Linked DNA regions of Mus musculus: regions 2, 3 and 4 are each linked to region 1. Evidence: chromatin contacts called from public HiChIP or PLAC-seq, Micro-C and promoter capture Hi-C data. All regions are on one chromosome and are shown on one strand. The core of a region is the stretch at or near the end of the contact, and the rest is flanking DNA. Distances in the headings are between cores, read along the strand shown. Region 1 holds the start of Eml5 (echinoderm microtubule associated protein like 5). Region 2 overlaps Tdp1 (tyrosyl-DNA phosphodiesterase 1). Region 3 holds the start of Calm1 (calmodulin 1). Region 4 holds the start of Kcnk13 (potassium channel, subfamily K, member 13).

Region 1 (2,724 bases), core at 47-2,546:
ATCAATAGAGAGCAAGATACTGTCACCCTGTGATTGAAATTACTAATAAGAAAGTAAACTTAAGGTTACTCTGATGAAGATAAACAGAATCGGAAATCGGTGTGGTAAAGGTTATTTCTCATAAAAGACATACCCTCCAAGTGCCTTCCAGCGTGCGAATTTTAACCTCTAGTGAATTGCCTTCCGAGTAACACATGAGTTTCTTTGCTATCTGCTGATAATTGCAGATAGTGAAATCTGAACTAATAACTACGGCCAAGAGTTGAGTACCGCAGAGCTTGGGTTAGTCTTCTGTCAAGTGTTTCCTTTCCCTAGCGAAATAAGATTTCCTTTTTAACAAGAAACCAATCACGGAGTCTAAACTCCTGATGTTGATGGAACGGAAAAGGTCACAAATCCAGTCAAGCGAAGGCCTGCGGAGCATCCGTAGGCTCGCTCCCCTAGAAAAGGGCGCTGCGGAAAGCGGAGTGGTAAGTGGGTGGGCTCCGAACCAGATAGATGCACATCGCTGTCCTGGGTGATGCCCCTTTGCGTGAACGGCCACGACTTCCAGAAGGACAGGCAGCTGCAAACTCCGAGGGCGCTCGGCAGGGGTGACAGCGGTCCCCCTCCCACCCCACCCCTCCGCCTCCCCGAGCCCGTACCTGATGATGTCGTCGCTGTGGCCGCGGAAGAACTTCTGCCGATGCTCCCGCGGACTATACACCACGCCGACCCCCGCCACGAAGTACACGATCTCCTTGGCCGCCGTGTAGTAGAGGTTGTTGCGGCACTGGTGGCCCCGGTAGCCGTACACCCACTCGAGCCGCAGGTGGCAGCTCGGGGCGCTCCGAGCCGCCATGTCGGTGCGCCCACCCGTCGCTGCGGCTCGGGCCCGCGGTCGCCGCCGGGGCTGGGTGACGAAAGCTCTCCCGCTGGCGGCCCGGACGCTCCTCTAAGCCGAGCCCGGCAGGTGCATCTCGCTTGCGTGGCCGCCGCAGCCGCCGCCGCCGCTTCAGCCCACGGGCGGGAGGAAAAGCCTCGCCTCACCGAACATGCTGAGGGCCGCGAGCGCCGCCGGCTGTCCGGGAGCCTCGCGCGTCTGGGAGCTCGCCGTGTCCCCTCAGCCCAGTGCCTTAGGCTGGAAGACAACCAAGCGAAGAGGGGGGACGGGGACGCGCCTCCAGCCCGCTTCTTCTCCGCCCGCCCCGCGCACCGGACTCCCCGCCCGGGTCACCTGCGGCGCTCCGGTCTAGCCGCTACCTCGCCTCCACAGCCCCGGCGGAGCCGCGCCGCGCGCTCCCGAGCCCAGCTGAGTGGCGGGAGGGCGGAGCCGCGCGGCCCCGCCCCTCCCCTGCGCTAGCCCCACCTCTCAGGTGGCCCCGCCCCTCCCGGAGTAGAGCGGAATCAGAGAGCTCCCTGCTCACCACCACCAGGCTGTGGTTAACGCCCCCCGCCCCCCCGCCCCCCCCCCCCACGCAGTCCTCCCTACCAAGATCTAAGCACCCGTTCCCACCCTCGCGAGACCTGGATTACCCCACCCAGATTTGGATTCCTGTTGCTGGGTTTGCTTGCTCAGGAATCTCTGGGGAATCCCGCTTGCCCTTAGACCTCAGCTATTTCATATGCCAATGAATAACACCAGAATAGAATGTTCACTTTATTCTTTAATCGCCTCCTCCATACCTTACATATACGTGTGTGTTTGCTTATCATGGTGCTCTCTGGTCCAGAAATTTGGCAAGAAGAAAACCTAACCTCGCAAATGTGCTTTTGACACATTAGATACACTGTCCTAATAAATAGTCCTGGATTTGTTACTACTGTTGTTCAACAGGCCTCAAACTCATAATCCTCCTGTTTTTGTCTCCTGAATGCTGAGATTACAAATGTGCATCACTGTCCCCACCAAAACTCCGAACCCACCCCCCCCCCCCACGCACCCCACCACCACCCACCCCCACCCCGCTGGCAGATCTTTCAGCTGCTGTTTTGGATAGCAGCAATTATCTCTTGATTAAAATGAAGAAGGGCATGTTTTAAAGTAATTGTGAAATCAGATGGCCTAAATAATTGTGATCAGGTAGACTACTCCTGGAAGAGATGTTGACTATGTAACATCTATGTATGCTTAGAAAAAATTAAATATTTGTTGCCGTACATCGTGAAATATTAATCACTAGCTACATATAATTTTTATGAGGTAGGGTGTAGAAGAATAAGAATTTCTCTCTGTACAGTTTTTTTTTCAACACAATGTTTTACAGATCCCATGGTACATATTTAAGAACTTCAGATTAATACTAGATTTAAATAATTTATTTTCCCATTATCATATTTTCCATTGCAATTTTTAATGACCCAAGGGTAGAGTTTGAAGCAAAAACATTCTTAATTAAGCCATCCTCAGATGACAACTTAAGACCAAAAGAGATGACGGAGGCACAGCGGTGGCTGGAAAGTGAACCATTCATGAATACTAAAGAGAGGAAAGCAAATCTCACCAGTTCTCTATGCGATCTGTTAGCAGGGTCATGGCAGAGAAGTCAGTCAAGCCTTTACCCTGGACAAGGTGTTACCGCTTTCTGAAAGTCATGCAACCAGACCCCAGATATGGATCAACAAGTAAACATCTGGTGAACCATTTACGTAAAAGAACAATAATCCTTTGGTAATCTGATGCCTCCTAGTCCAGTCTGAAGCTACATAGTTCAGACATGTGGGGTGTATTCTAAAATTCAAGCA
Region 2 (3,021 bases), core at 33-2,532, 1.0 Mb after region 1:
GGTAAGCACGTTTGTTAAGTACCATTCATGTGCTGGGACTTTACACACCTCGTGTGGAAGACCCCTCATACCAGTGATCCGAGGCAGGCATCACTGTATTTCCTGCTGGGGAAGCTGAGACTGGCAGGATAGCACTAACTGTGGTCAGAGTTTACGTGATTCAAGCTCTGTGTCTGCTAATCCTCTATCTCCCTTTGCATTGTTTGTGTTTAGCTCTGCAGACTTTTTCTCTAAATTTTGACTTAAGATGTTTTAGTCCTCCATCTACAATCTTGGTTCTCCAACCACAAGTCTGAACCAGTTGTATCTTCTAAGCTGTGTGAATCAGCCCCTTTTCCTGAATCAAGTCGATGTTCCCGACAAATTCAGAATTCTGTGTTAGGAAAGATCTGGGGGCTGGAGTAGCAGCCGACAGCTTCTGAAAGAGATGAGCTCACGGGGGAGGAAAGGACTCGGGCTTCTAAGGTGTGGGCAGAAGGACAGAGAGGATGTTTGTGATCTGTGGGGGTGTCAGAAGCAGAAGAATCAAGGCAGCAACAGGGAACGCTGCTGAAAAGCATGGGCCCAGCCTTTCTGGAGGGCCTCCGATGCCAGGCTCTGGTATTTATTTGAGGCTTTGCTTGAAAGGATATTTTCTGAGAACTATAGGCTCTAAGAATCAGTACAGGATGAGAAACCTGGGGCAGAGAGACACATTTGGAGCTCTGTTCTAGGATAGAGAGACCCAATCTGGGGCCCTTATTGGAAACATGCTATAGGCTACATTAGAAAGCTGGCTAAAAATGTTAACCTATGAAGCCCATAGGTCCATAATGCCTGAGGTATTGGGGTCTGACCAAATGAGACTGAACCAGAAGGGAATTAGCCTGAAACATGGAGGAACAGATAGACAACCAGCCTTTAAATACTGGGGGCCAGGTATGCTGACATATGCCTTTAATACCAATACTCAGAAGGCAGAGGCAGAGAATATGTGAGTTCTAGACCAGCCAGTATCACATAGTGAGACCTTCTCTTTAAAAAAAAAAAAAAAAAAAAAATCTCCTAAACACTGGGGGAATCTCTAGAATTCTTCTCTAGAACCTTGGGGGGGGGGATTTAAACACCCTGCCAATCAATACCTAGATTTTAGCCCAGTGTGACCCATTTGGAACTCCTCATTACCAGGAGCATGATAGTAAATTTGTTATTTGAAGGCACGGACCTTATGGCCATCTGTTAGAGCAATAATGAACCAAAACACATTGCCTGCATTACTCAGACTTTCCATCTCTGTAACAAACAGCTGAGAGAAAAGCTCTCAGGAGGGGTTGTGTGCTTTGGCTTGCCATATCAGAGGTGGCAGGCAGTCCACTCTGCAGTCCTTGGCCCTGCTGGTTCCATGGCCATGGTGAAGCCAAACATTGTGGTGGGAGCATGTGGGAAGGCTCACCACAGGGTGGACCAGGCACAGAAAGAGACATAGAGGAGATAGGAACAGGATGCCCCAAGGACCTGCCCCTAACAACTGACGTGTTCCCGCCAAGCCTCACCCCCTGACGTCTCTATCCCCTCCAGGGTAACACCATGAGCCCAGGAAATAGGCTTTGTGGTAAGAGACACTTCATATTCAAATAATCAAAAAAGAAAGACAGAATGTTAAAACACAGTTTCACACAATTAAACGGTCACAATTAGAAAAAACTGAGCACCACTCCTAATCAGAGCGATCCTCGTTGAAGATGTATTCTGTCTATTAGTATGCACAGTTGTCCTAGATAGCATCTAGCAAGTGTTCTCAGTGGCCCGAGAGAAGAACGCTATTGTGTACTTGGAGAGAGAATCTACATACGGAAAGGTTTTAGAGGGAAATTTGACAATCTCAGAATTCCAACTTATCTGTTCTAAGATACAACATGAATCATTTATAGCGTGAGACCGTCTTTTCCTTCACAGTGAGATTTTTTTTTCCTTTTTTGTGACATTTAATTGCAGTCCATAGAGGGAAACAGAGCCTAAAGGCAGTACATAGAAGCCTAGAGCCAGTGCAGAAGAAAAACATCGCGCACCGCCTGTGTGTGATTGCAGAAGATGGGCTCCCAAGGGCGCTAAGGAACAGACGACAGCAGCAATGGCTGAGGGCTGTCCGTCTCTTCTCACTACAGCTGCTTAGTCTGAGCTTCAGCAGTCACTGTCAGCACTGTGACAGTTGTCTGTGTAACTGTCAGTCCCCACCTCTGCCATTCCCAGGACTGTGGTAGCCCAAGCTTCAGTTTTTAAGTCATGTCTTCTCTTTGTGCAGTTGTCGCCTAGACTGCCGAGTAATTAAGACCCAGAGAAGTGCTTCTTCAGCCAAGGTGTCCCTGTAACAGCAGTCACCCTGAAGGACACACACATCCTTAACAAGAAGTTAACAGTGAACCCAGTCAGCTGATCCAGCGATGCTCAGGCTGGTGCTGGCCATGGCAGCCACTGCCGTCACCAGTGTTTGGTCTCCAAAAGATTCGTGGAGCAAGGTGTGACCTCGAGGCCATCTTCATGGCGTCCCTTCTCTAGAGTAGGTGTTTCTAGCAACTTATCATGAGCCTCCCATAAGCGCTCTTGGTATGAGGCTCTCCATGGAAACTAGGAATGTTTCTCTGTGGGTGATAGGGGAGCGTCCCAACTACATGGGCAGAGGGTGGCTTGGAGAATCTGGTCTGGCAGTGTTTGGTCTCAAAGGCTACCCCCGTCCTCGCGCATACCCACGCCAGAGACAAGAGCCTAAACAGAGGAGGAGATGAAGGACTTAAGAGATCCCTTAGTCGGGAGTAGGGATAAAACCGTCTGCTCTGGCTTTCCCAGCCTTTGCCTGCATTTCCTCCCAGGTGCCTTACATGCCATTCCATATGTACCTTATCTAGCCCATAGATACCATACATGCAGTCTCCTGGGATCTCATATGGATGTTCTTAGAGTTGACAGTATAAGTTTATTCTTCAAAAGTTGATACAGTTTTCTCATACTGTGCATCATGGTCAATAGTGAGCTGCCACACCTGAG
Region 3 (2,892 bases), core at 9-2,508, 1.3 Mb after region 1:
AGGAAGAACAAATTGAAGCGCAGTCCCACAGCTGCTGACATACTGTCTGAGGTGATCCTAAGAAGTCCTCTGGCGTTTGCAATGTTCAGGGACATTTTTGAATCTTTTAAAACACCTATCTGCAAACTTTGACAAAGCCAGAAAAGAAAGGTAACTAGTCTTTCCAGAGAGGAGCATGCTAATCACACATTTTGCCACAATTTCTGAAAGAAGAAACAACCTGCAGCTTGTCCTGGCCTTGCAAACAAAAGATCAAATTCTGCGCTTTGTCTTGGCAAGAAACGAAACTGCAGCATTTTGTTAAGATTTTCTTCTTCTTCTTTTAAGTTCCAGGCTCCAAACTAAGACCTGAAACAGTTTTTGGTCGTCCCTGTCCCCACCCCCACCCTAGTTTACAGAAGAACAAAGAATAGTAAATTTAAAGGTTAAAACATTATTTAAGGACTATAATTAAGATTGTAATTAAGATAGTGGAGCACCCTACTAGAATCAATTGGCTGCACAAGTTCCAGCTGTAATCAGAGTGATCCTGTGTATCTTTCCCCTTCTTTGTATATATCAATTTATGAATTTCCAGGACCAGGACAATTAGGAAAAACTCAAAAGCGTGGGCTCTGAGGGCGACATAAGCCGCTCACTACGTTAATTTTGGAAGCAGGCCTAATAGAATTTGCCACAGGAAATAAGGAACAAACCTAGCAAGGGACAACTCTTCAAGCATCTTTAAAATTTTAGTAGGTATGTAAAAACACGAAAACTAGACTGGTTGAGCGTGTCAACACCACACAGACCTAGCAACTGAGCTTCTAACTGTGCCTCGGACAGTTCTCCAAAATGAGAAAAGTAACATTATCTGACCAATTTCTTCCCCAAGGCCAACCACCGTGTCCTCAACACAGTCCTCTCGCCTCTACAGCTAAGGTTGGATTCCGCCTCCCCGCGGCTGTCCTCAGCCCCTAGATCTCCTCCAGGTCCTCCCCTGTGGGGGACCCAGGATTGGTGGCTCTGCAACCTCGAAGCCACCAGGAGTGGTGGGAGGGGGGACACACAGGTGAAGTGGGGCTGAGTGACGGACACGCGCCTGGAAGCCCGGGACGGCCCCCCAGATTTCGCTACGCAGGCATTCCAGCTCTAGAGGACTCTTGCAGCAACAGACCAGCACCCTCGCTCAGGTCTCCGACTCCCCAGTGACCCCTGCCCGCGTAATGGGCCCGCCGCGCCGGGCGCGCCTGGGGGGCGGAGCCTTGCGGTGAGGTCCGGCTGCCGCAGCGCCGCCCTGCGCGAGGCGGTACTGCCGCGGCGGAGGGATACCGCGCACCGTATATATATCGCGGCACACAGGCTCGCGCTACGGCAGTGGTGCTGGGAGTCTCGTGTCCGTGGTGCCGTTACTCGAAGTCGGGCGGCGGCTGAGGCTCAGCGCACAACGCAGGTAGCGCGTTAGCAGCAGCAGAAGCGGAGGCACCTCGGCGGTCACAGCCCCTGCGCTGGTGCAGCCACCCTCGCCTGCTCCGTTCTTCCTTCCTTCGCTCGCACCATGGTAGGTTGGGATCGGCAGTGGCAGACGTAGCAGCTGCCCGAGCTTTCTGAACAGATTTGTAGTTGAGTCTTGGGGTCTCCCCCTTTTCCTGGTTGAGGTTACCCCCTACCCCATTTTGCCAGGTGTTACGCAGCAGCTGCAGTGAAAGGGGATGTATTTTCGGGTTTGCATCTCCGCTCTGGCTGCCAGAGAACCTCCTCTGAGTTTTGGGCGCCTCTGGGGCTGGACTCTACAGTGGGCTGTGCGCGGGCTGGAGCCGCTGCCACAGCTGCACCGGGGCCTTCCGCATCCACCCCCTCCGCCAGCCCCGCACCCACTGCATCCAACGCGCCGCACCCGGGCTGCCTGCAGCGCAGCGCCTCGGCCGGGGCCAGCGGGGCGGGGGAGCCGGGCGGGGCAGGCCGCGACGTCCCGGTAGTCAGTCCCCGACCGCGGAGAATGAATGGGTCGCGGCGAGCCGGGAGACGTACAGGGCTTGGACCGCGGCCTCGGGGTGTCCTCAGCCACCTTCAGACCCCCTGACCAGCCCAGTCGGGAGTCCCCCCTCGCTTGCGGTCCCCTCCTTCCTCCCGGGGGGCGCGGCGCGGGCGTGAGCTGGGAAGGAAGGAGCCGGGGAAGGGTGGGGTTGGGGGCAGGAAGGCGAAGGCTGGGGGGCGGAGAGGGCGGAAGCGGCCGCCCTGCGCCCGGGCGGGGCCCCGCAGGGTGGCCGCGCGCGTGGCTGGGCCGTGCGACCTCGGTCCCCCTCCCGGTGCCGCGCGAGACGGGCGCGATCGCTCGTGTCCGCGGGGAGGCCCCTTCCCGCGGGAGGTGCTCGGCTCGCGCTAATTGGGGCGGCAGGGCGGGGGAGGAGAGAGTTGGCGCGCTCCTCGGTTTCCATTAGAGACGCAAAGTTTCTGCTGGGGAGGAGGCGGCGGCAGGCTCAGTGCCTGGGGGAGCAGGAGCGGTGGGAGGTGCTGGAGATAGGCAGCACCACGGTCCTGGGGCCCCTTTGGGTCTTCACCCTAGTGCGGCCCCTCGCCCGGCATGCCCCTTGTCTCTCGCTGCTCCCTGGGCGGCAGGGAGATGCCCATCTGTACGTTTCCGCTTTCTCTGCCGCCTCTGGATTGCCAGATGCGAATATGTGGTTGGCCGTGTGCGTGTGCCGTAGCCCCCTTCTCCCTCGCCAGGCAGAGCTGACATCACCAGCAGCACCTTCAGCCCTGGCAAGGTGGCTAGGTCGTTCTCGGCAGGTTCTGGAACGCCTTTGACCCAAAGCCAGAATGACTTGGGGTTGAGGTGGGGGAGTCGTTGTCCCGAAGGTAGATGCACTTGACAGGCCTCTAGTCAGAGAATTTTCCCGAGGAGGTGGAACT
Region 4 (3,153 bases), core at 249-2,748, 1.1 Mb after region 1:
ATAGTTGCAAAATACACACCTAAGAAAGGACTGGTAGTCTAGATTATATAAAACACTGCCCTTCAATAACAGGGACCATTGTGTGTGTGTGTGTGTGTGTGTGTGTGTGTGTGTGTGTGTGTGTGTGCATGTTGTATGTGTGTGCACATGTGTGCATGTGGAAACCAGAGGGGCTCTCACTGAACCGAGAGTTCACTGACTTGGCTACGGAACTGTGGCTAGCCAGCTCCACTTGGCCCTACCTGCTCAGGAGGAGTAGGATGTCAAAAGTCCACAGCTATGCTCATCCTTCTGTATGTGTGTTGGGGAGCTGAACTCTGGTCCTCACACTGTGATGAGCACATTACTGACTTGGCCATCTCCCCAGCTCCAAAACCAAGCTTTTAAGTGGGCAAAATAGTCCAACCATTTACAAAAGTCCAATATACAAGGTGTCCAGAGAACACAAAACCCCAAGGAGATAAGTTTATGTGCCTGTATACAGAAGGCTTAAAAATAAAATGGCTGGCTCTGTCAACAGTCTATAGGATGTGGACACTGCATTGTTGTGGGTTAGAAAAAGCTAGTTTGAAATGATGTCAGTCGGTACACTTCAGGAACACACTTTACACAAGACACATAACTGGTTCTTATGAATACAGAGACCTGAATAAACAAAACCAAGTTCTATAAAGGAGAAATATTCCATGGTGGAAAAAGAAATCAGAATAGTGGCTACCTCTGCAGGAATGTGGGTGGGGATTTACTGGGAAGATATTTGTGGGAGCTTTAATCCTTTGGTGGCTTTTAGATGATAAGGGAGGGAGGCCACCATTGTTTGGCTCCCAAAGTTATCAGGACTCACCTAATGGTACAATGACATGTCATTGCATGCAAATTTTACCACAAAAGCAAAAATCCGAGGATAGAGCTCTTAATAATGGCCAATACTGGCTGGAGATGGGGTGAAAGTGTGTGGGTGTCTACAACCATTCAAAGTGCATCCTGAGTGGGTTGGTGACTAGAAAGGAATGGGTAAATATAAGCAAGCCTGGTAAACTGTCACTTGTAGAATCTAGGTGGTGGTGTGTTGTGTCATTGTAAACGTCATTCGATTTTGATGTACTTGAGATGTTTCTTAAACTAGTAAAGGTAATTGGGTTACTCACCCTGGGTGTGAACTCAATACCCTCTAAAGTTCTTCCTCCCCAGGAGACACAATGCAAGATAAACGGTCTGTTAGTTACTCTCACCAAAATCATTTGCATCTATTCAACAGAACTGCAAGCTTTTCTAGTTCTGTTTCTGGCTAGTATCGTGGGTGGGTCTCCTGGGACCACTCTCTCTCTCTCTAAAGGCGGAGAAATTCTGTTTAGACCGTGGGTGGCTATGAATCCATTCCTTCACACAGCTATATTCGATCCCCTGTGGCTAAACTGCTGGGAACCAGGTGTGTCTGGAGGGCACGCAGCGCCCTCTTCTGGCCTGAGAGGAACCCACGCAGACCATCGAGGCTCTCGACCTATCTGTTAAGCAACCACTCCAGGGATCTGCACTCCCTGGTAGAAGCATCGCTGTTTAGAGGTCCAGGCGAGCGCCAGCGGAGGAGACCTGAGCAGGAGACTGGCCCTGAGGCCAAGGGGCGGGTACCGGGTGGAGTCGCCTCGGTTGGCAGCTGCAGAGCTCCACCTGTTGCAGTTTTTGAGCACTCCACAGAGAAGGCAGCTCTGGGCACGGACTTCTGCTCTCAGCCCCACTGGGCAGGGCAAGGCCACTTGAGAAGGGAAGCCAGGAACCATCCTGAACCTGTTCCACAGAGCAGGTGCGTTTGGGAAGGTGAGACGCGAAGGCGACGGCGGCTCCAGAGCTCATGGCAAGTTGGGGGTCTCTGGGTGGGCGCCCCAGCGGTTCACAAAAGAACCTTGTTGCCGGCTTACATGTTGTAGCTTGGAGTTCTCAGCTCAGCGCCACTGACTGCGCAAGAACTACAGAGCCGAGGCGATCAAAACCGGGTGAAAGAGATGGAACTCTTCTGGCCGCTGTCCTTGGCCGGTTCTCCGGGAGATGGGCTGGCAGGGCCGGCACGTGTGGACAGAGAACGCCCGGTGCAGGCCCTAGAGGCCAAGGGCGATCTGGTATGGGGGAAGTCAAGGAAGGCTCCCTGGGAGGATGCTTCTAACTTCCTTCACTGTTCCAACCTCCCCCTCTGTTCTCCTCCCCACAGCGGTCCGCCCTCGTGCTGCCGTGGAGCCTGTGTGCCCAGCAGAGATCCGAGCCGGCTGATCTGCCTCTTCGCACTGTCCCTGCGTCCGTGCGTCTGCCCCAAACCCGTTCCGACCTCTGAGCCCTGGTTATTCTGGTGGATAGAGGCTCTCGGCAGAACATTGTCACTAATACGCAACACAGATCCACCTGGAGAGGCACCGAAGACAGAGAACAGCCCGTATCCCAGCCATCACAGCTTGGAAAGCAATGCTCCGAGGAACCCGGACCTTGATGTGAAGCTTACCCGCCGATTCTCTCTGGACCCACGACCTTTTTTTTCTTCAAGAGGAGTTCAAGTTCTAGGGAGTTTGCCTTGAAGGCACGCCACGCCCCCTCCCCAATCTGAGCCGAATTAGGAGCTCGGGTGAACCCGGGTCGCCCGCACCCTCGCACCAAGTCGAAGCAGATTCTGTGTCCCGACCCTCTGGTCTTCAGCCTTAAGGAGAACTCCAGAGAGGACAGGGAGGCGGCGACGACAAAGCGGATTCGAAACCACGAGTCCAGGCGGACGTGGGGAGCTGGCTACACAGGAACCACCGAGGAGGCGGCGGCGGCCGGGAGATCCACGCCGCCTTGGGGAACGCGCGGCGGGCATGGGCGAGCCCGCACGCAGAGCAGGCTAAGGTCGGCAGAGCACATCCTCCCCGGGGCGTGGGCACAAGTCCGCGGGCAGCAACCCTCGCGGAGCTGTCCTCCAGTGCCATGGCTGGCCGCGGTTGCGGCTGCAGCCCCGGCCACCTGAACGAGGACAACGCGCGCTTCCTGCTGCTCGCTGGGCTCATCCTGCTCTACCTGCTGGGCGGCGCCGCAGTCTTCTCCGCGCTGGAGCTAGCGCAGGAGTTGCAGGCCAAGCAGCGCTGGGAAGAGCGCCTGGCCAACTTCAGCCGGGGCCACAACCTGAGCCGTGAA

The links. Promoter capture Hi-C pulls out the DNA fragments that hold promoters and counts their contacts. A called contact is a pair of places that touch in the nucleus more often than the background predicts. HiChIP or PLAC-seq counts read pairs in DNA pulled down with a chosen protein or histone mark.
Region 2: a promoter capture Hi-C map of hippocampal neurons shows a contact between it and region 1, with 2.9 times the contacts expected there. The contact joins the enhancer-like site here to the promoter of Eml5 in region 1. A contact is called at or near these places in 11 of 39 promoter capture datasets (the 3T3-L1 cell line, the HPC-7 cell line, embryonic stem cells and 5 more) and 1 of 115 datasets of contacts at active chromatin or transcription factors (astrocytes).
Region 3: a Micro-C map of embryonic stem cells shows a contact between it and region 1, with 8 times the contacts expected there. The contact joins the promoter of Calm1 here to the promoter of Eml5 in region 1. A contact is called at or near these places in 1 of 39 promoter capture datasets (pre-B cells), 2 of 484 Hi-C or Micro-C datasets (CD4 T cells and embryonic stem cells) and 1 of 115 datasets of contacts at active chromatin or transcription factors (astrocytes).
Region 4: a contact with region 1 is called in an H3K4me3 HiChIP or PLAC-seq map of embryonic forebrain, with 5 times the contacts expected there. The contact joins the promoter of Kcnk13 here to the promoter of Eml5 in region 1. A contact is called at or near these places in 6 of 39 promoter capture datasets (embryonic stem cells, frontonasal cranial neural crest, hippocampal neurons and 2 more) and 6 of 115 datasets of contacts at active chromatin or transcription factors (astrocytes, embryonic forebrain, embryonic stem cells and 3 more).

Annotation. Positions count from the first base shown.
Region 1 is chr12:98,900,188-98,902,911 of GRCm38.p6, forward strand. It overlaps Eml5 (echinoderm microtubule associated protein like 5), which reads right to left and starts at 1,297. Exons shown (of 44, transcript NM_001081191.1): 1 at 645-1,297. The coding sequence starts at 841.
Region 2 is chr12:99,928,084-99,931,104 of GRCm38.p6, forward strand. The region is part of intron 13 of Tdp1 (tyrosyl-DNA phosphodiesterase 1); the gene reads left to right. Among named protein-coding and RNA genes, the nearest start is that of Kcnk13, 35 kb to the right of the region's middle. Within about 2 kb of position 1,283, at least 15 of the 459 cell types and tissues checked have an H3K27ac peak or open chromatin away from gene starts, as enhancers often do. A contact at or near this core is called in hippocampal neurons, where this site is marked.
Region 3 is chr12:100,198,177-100,201,068 of GRCm38.p6, forward strand. Calm1 (calmodulin 1) reads left to right here and starts at 1,259. Exons shown (of 6, transcript NM_009790.5): 1 at 1,259-1,540. The coding sequence starts at 1,538.
Region 4 is chr12:99,963,001-99,966,153 of GRCm38.p6, forward strand. Kcnk13 (potassium channel, subfamily K, member 13) reads left to right here and starts at 1,499. Exons shown (of 3, transcript NM_146037.2): 1 at 1,499-1,801; 2 at 2,204-3,153. The coding sequence starts at 2,947.